Regions from separate parts of the Rattus norvegicus genome. Here region 2 is linked to region 1. A link is a contact called in public Hi-C data. All regions are on one chromosome and are shown on one strand. The core of a region is the stretch at or near the end of the contact, and the rest is flanking DNA. Distances in the headings are between cores, read along the strand shown.

Region 1 (3,040 bases), core at 411-2,910:
AAGTGAGGGTGCTAGGGAAATGGCTGTATGGATAAAAATGCTTTCTGAGCAAACACGAGGGCTTGGTTTGAATCTCCAGCATCCACATAAAAAGCTGGGCACATCTACATGTGTCAGACTACCTGAAATGGCTTCCAGTTCAGTGGACGAGCAACACCACACACATACACACCACACACACACACACACACACACACACACACACTACACCGTACCAAACATATACACCACACACACATACACATATACCACACATAATACACAATTACCACACACACACCACACACTTATACAGACACCACACACATACATCTCACATACACACACACATATAGACACCACACACACATACAGACACCACACACATACATCTCACATACACACACACATATAGACACCACACACACATACAGACACCACACACATCACAACACACACACCACCATACCATATATATTTACACCACACACATACACATACACAACACATATTTACCATACATACATACACTGCACTACAGACACATACATATACCACATACATACATCACACACACACACAAACACACACGTATACCACACATATACATCACACACACATATACCACACATATACTAGATACCATATCACACACACAGATACGTACACCACTACATACACATACCACACACCACACCACACACACACAGACACCAACATACTACACCATACACACACCACTACTACACACAAAACTATGATGCACATACTGTCTCAGGATGGTGGAGGAGTCGGGAGTGGATCCCAGGAGACCTCTACACTGCCCAGATCAAAAGAGAATGTCTGTGTCACCAGAGACCTGGGAAACCCTTTCCCCAGTGATAAAACTTTGCCCACCATGTGACCTGGGGATAGGTCCCTGTGTGCAGCAGGGTCAGGACCGCTCCAATCTAGTGGGGCTGCTGCTGCTGCTGCTGCTGCTGCTGCTGCTGCTCACAGACCCTCCCAACTAGAAAGGAAAGTGAGGAGCCAGCAGCCCATTCCTCACTGGGAAGGACCGGCTCTGCAAACCCCCTCAGGATACAAAGAAACATTCTAGAGTCCTAGCATGTGTGCAGCCCCCAGGGCTTAGCAGGGAGGAAAGGAAGTGAAAGAACTGTGTGTCAGCAGGATCACAGGTTCCCCTCCATTGCAGGCTGCCACTGTGGCAGTGAGCACGCAGCTTGCTTGGAGAGAGGTCTGAGCATCCTGTCCCCATCTCATACTTGCTGTGTCTGGCTGCGTGTCCCCCAGATGTGGCTCAATTCCGGCAGTAAGGCTGCTGACACGGCAGGGCTGAGTGAGATTAAATGGCTATTGCTAAAGCCGAAAGGAACTCAGCCAAGTGTCTCTGTCCAACTCTGCTAGGAGTCCCTAAGGCCACAGCTGAAGCTCGGCTTGGGATCCATTCTGGCAGTCTCTTGAGCTGAGCTTTGTGTTCCCCATCAAGTCCTCTGGGCTCCAGAACATTCCTTTCAGAGGCCACAGCAGGCAGAGAAGGTGTTTGAGCGGGTGGGTGTGTTTCCACATGGGGATGTAAAAGTCTTACTTGCATGGAGAGGAAGCAGCCTCCAGGGAGCCTGAGGTCTCTGATGGCATTTGTGGAGATCCAGGAAGGAACGCTATATTTGGACAGCCTGCGGGCGGGGTGCAGGCTTTCTGTTGCGCACATCCGCTTTAAAAATAGACACCTGCCCTGTTTTGATGGGCTTAGCTTGCGCCATCTTCAAAGCAGCGACAGTAGGATCGGCACCTTCCGGGCTGCCTAAGTGAGCAGAATACGCAGTGGAATCAGTCACTTTTCCCTGAACCCAAGAATCAAAGGCCTCATGGTGATCTGCAGGCTGAAGGCAGGAAGAGGAGGACAGCCCACCAGACGGCTGGCCAGTCACCACTGGATTCTTCCCTTGGGCCCCTGCACTTTCACTCTCAAATATTTCAACTGGGTCCTGGAACAGGGATTTTTTTTTTTAACCTTAAAGATAGCAGAAACTTCTCAAGGTCGTTTGAGTTGTTTCCATTCGCAATGAGATGGAGAAGCTTGTTGGTAGAGTGAGTAAAATTCCGTACGGAAATGACACCAGCTTGCCACGGGCCTGTCGTACCTCCCTCCATCTAGAGACCTCAGCCTGGCTCTGCAGAGAGGCTGGACCTGCTCAGGGACAGGAGGACCATACTGCAGACCCCAAAGCATCAGAAAGAATCACAGAATAAACAGCACACAACCTTCACAATAGCTCTTACCTGGCTTAAGCATCCCTGGAGACTCGACCCTCTCCCCATAGGATGGGGGCACCAGGTTTGTCTGACTAAGGGCACTCTTCCCAGTAACGGTGCCGTCAAAGGCAGCTTATTATAAGTTGCAAGCAACCGTGAGCAGCAGCATCATCCTGCCCACAGCTCTGGGTCCCAGCCCTAGTACAAGTCTGTTGTCGGATACAGGGTGCCTAGAGATACCTGTTCTGTGGGGGAAAGTGGGGACAAGGATCCCTTCATATCACCAGAAGCCTGAAGAACCAATCCACAAAGATGTTCTAAAGGTAATGGTGTCAAGGGTCTGAAAAGAAGCCATCAGCAGAAAGATGAGCAGAGCAGCAGGACCTCGCAGTAACAACAGCCTCTCTTAGTTGCTGAGACTTAAGCTGCAGGGGAGTGATGGTCTACATTCCCCGAGGTACCCAGAGAACCCCTGGCCTATGACTTTGTTCCATGAAACTCAGGCTGGCTAGTGTTTGGGCACTGTGGGTGCCAGGAACCCAGGGTGCTGTTCCCAGGTCCAGAGGGAACCTAGCTCTGTAGAGAAGCAGGCTCACAAGCAAGGTCCTAGTGCTCGGCCCATGCAAGCACACAGACAGGCAGGGGCGTATTACTTCGCTGTTACGGCTGTGCTGCACCTTACATTCTTTAGAGTTTGTCCCTATATGGAATATATAAAATAACTCTGGCCCCTCTCATCCTCCTCCCCATTTCTCAGGACTGTGAGACTCAGCGAGTAAAGGTACTTGCCACCAAGTCTGAGAGC
Region 2 (2,951 bases), core at 228-2,727, 280 kb before region 1:
GAGGGACACTGGGAATCACCTGTCTAGAGGCAGGTGGGGAATAATTTCCTAGGGTTTATGGCGCAGGCCAATTGCGGGGACCTCTCTGGGATAAATGCCCCTGATGACTTTCAATGTTGGAGTTGAGGCAACACCCAGGAAGGCCACCAGGTGGCAGTGCTCACCAGGCGAAGACTCCTACCACCAGTCTCACGTGATCCTGAAGTGCTCTGAACAGATGAATCTGGACTGCTGGAACTTGCCTCTCAGGAGGTCAGGCAGAGCACAGCTGCCCGCTCCCGTCTTTCTCAGCCAGGCTGACAAGGCTTGGGTAGCCACACCAGTCACACCACTCAGTCGGGGCACAGGAGCCAGAGGCAGGCATGGGAATCACCAGCTTCTGTTGTAGACTACAGAAGGTCTTGAAGCATGGCAGACAGATCCTGGATGGTGGGGCTTAAACCTAGACCTTGAAATCAACATGGGCCTGAGCCAATGAATGTCCAGCACTCAGAGCCAATGCTCAGGCGAGGCAAATTTACCCAGGGGTCTGTTGCCATACCTACCATGGGGCTCTCACTTAGGGGAGTTACAGAGCCCGTTTCTCTGGCATCCTCTTGCTACCCTCAGAATCCCTCAGGATCTGGCTTCAGGCTCTTTAGTAGATCCAAGATGGAGATGAGTGGACAGATGAGCTGAGGAGATTACACGGGGCCTGCTGTCTGTTCTCTCTCATTGTCCGGAATCATATATACTCTGGGTACTCACGCTCTTAGTCTATCCCAGAGGGCCTCCACCCCTTACTTGCCTGATACGCCCCTCCCTGGGGTGCGTAGGACTGATATTCTCCTCAGAGCCACAGGACCTGACCTTACTGGAGCCTAACCTCCAGAGTCAGCTGTCTTGATTTCCTTGTGGTCCAGTGTCTGGAAAGAAAACTGTTCCTGGCCTCGTATGCAGATCCTAGCAGGCCAGGGCACTGACTACTGGAAGTAGGGAATTGGATTAGGGGTTTTGGCCCCTAGGGCCTAAGAGGATTTTGTTATTGTTGTTGTTGTTGTTGCTGTTGTTGCTTTTTAAAATTACCTCCTGGTGTTCTGTAAGCGTCTGAAGGCACATGCTACTTTTCCTAGCTCCTATCAGCTTGAACCTCAGCCAGAGCTGCTGGCTCTGTACCCACCCCTGATTCCATGGCCTCCTATAACGCCAGCACATACAACACACAAAGCACATATAACAAAGGGACCCCAAACACGAGCCTGCTCACTCGGGGCCTGGGAAACTGATGTCAGGGCATTGGAACACTAATGTCCAGGACAATAGACTTGTGATGGTGTTGTATTGAGTACCAGCTACAGCCCTGCTACAGGGAAGGCCCCTGGCCTTCTGCTCCTCTCAGGGCCAGTAGACATCTCTCTCATGGTGGGGTTGTCAGATATAAGGTGGCCTGAATCTCGCTTACCACAGCCCGGAGTCTCTCAGCCCATAGAGGCGGGGCTCTCACAGGGAGCTGCAGACCTCGCTCCTAATCCTGCTCAGAGCCAGACAGCTGCATCTGAGGCTTTACTTGACATTCAAAGCTGCTATTTTTCTCTCACACGTGGGTCTTACATTTGCGTTGGAATGGATTCCTGCTAACTTCTCTGCTGCTGCTGGCAGACGATCCTTTGAGGCTGTGCAGGATGGACAGCTCACACCTGCCCACTGCTATCCCCCAAAGGAACCTAGTGGACATGGAGAACTTGGCCCCTAGAGGATATTATAGCTCCCTTTCCTTCCCACAGCTCCCGCTGTGCTGTTAAGATCACCTTTTTTCTGGTAAACTCTGAGCTCACCTCTTTCCCCACACATTTTCCCTTCCCCATCATCTTTCTTCTAGTAGGACTGTCTCTGTTTTTCCCTTCCCTGGTTCTGGAATACATTCAGTACCTACCACCCCACCTTCTTTGTTGAGGCGTTAGGTGATCCACTGTGATTGATAGTTGTTTTTCTATTGCCAATTTTACTGCTTTCTGCTCTAATCCTTGCTTCTCCATTTTCTTTTTAGGTTTAATTTTTCTCTTCCTTTCAGTTTCTTTCAGTGAGAGCTCAGTTTGCATATTGAACTATATTCCATTATATGCAGGCCTCGTTCAGATGCTGTGTGTGTCTTTTCCTCTCAGCACCACAGTACCTGCCTCCCTCCCTTTCTATCCGTGCATCTCATTTCAGTTCCAAGTATTTACTTATGTTCCTCAAGCTTTCCTTCTGTGGCTTCTTGTGGGGCCACTAGTTCATCTAGCTTAATTGAATGCATATGTGTATGTGTATATGATGCATCATGCATATGACACATATGTGTATGATGTATATGTGTGTGCGTATGGATTGATGTATATGTATGTGTGTATTTATATGTGTATGTGTATATGATGTGTATGATGTGTGATGTGTATATGTTTTGTGATGTGTAGTGTATGATGTATATGTGTATGGGTATGGATTGATGTACATGTATGTGTGTGTATTTATATGTGGACATGAGTATGCATATGATGTATATGTATGTGCATGTGCATATGTATAAGCATTTGTGCATATGTATATGATGTATACATATGTCTGTTTATATATATATTACACCACAGTTCGTGTGAGTTCTGCTCTTTTTCAACTGACCGTAGGCTTTTTCATGGCCCAGGATCCAGTTTGCCTTGCTGAAAGCTGGGAGAGCTACTGGGAGGCATGTGATGGGATCTCTCGGAGCAGAGCTGCAGAGTTACTTGTTCAGCCTCTGTGTGCTCATTCACTGTGGCAGTGGAAACTAGGGAAGTCAGATCTACCGTCTCTGTTGCCTGTGTTGGCTTTTATTCCATTTGGCTTCATTTCTCTCCCCCTCCTCATCCGGTAGAAAATAACCTCATATTCTAGTTTGCTCTCCGCTGCTGTGAGAAAACACTGACTGAAAACCATTTAGGGAGAGAAGGGTTAAC

The links. A called contact is a pair of places that touch in the nucleus more often than the background predicts.
Region 2: a Hi-C map of frontal cortex shows a contact between it and region 1, with 4 times the contacts expected there. The contact joins two enhancer-like sites. A contact is called at or near these places in 6 of 12 Hi-C or Micro-C datasets (the A7r5 cell line, Schwann cells, frontal cortex and 2 more).

The regions. Positions count from the first base shown.
Region 1 is chr3:188,284,506-188,287,545 of GRCr8, reverse strand. No RefSeq gene overlaps it. Among named protein-coding and RNA genes, the nearest start is that of Bhlhe23, 17 kb to the right of the region's middle. Within about 2 kb of position 1,660, at least 34 of the 93 cell types and tissues checked have an H3K27ac peak or open chromatin away from gene starts, as enhancers often do.
Region 2 is chr3:188,565,952-188,568,902 of GRCr8, reverse strand. No RefSeq gene overlaps it. Among named protein-coding and RNA genes, the nearest start is that of Chrna4, 33 kb to the right of the region's middle. Within about 2 kb of position 1,477, at least 17 of the 93 cell types and tissues checked have an H3K27ac peak or open chromatin away from gene starts, as enhancers often do.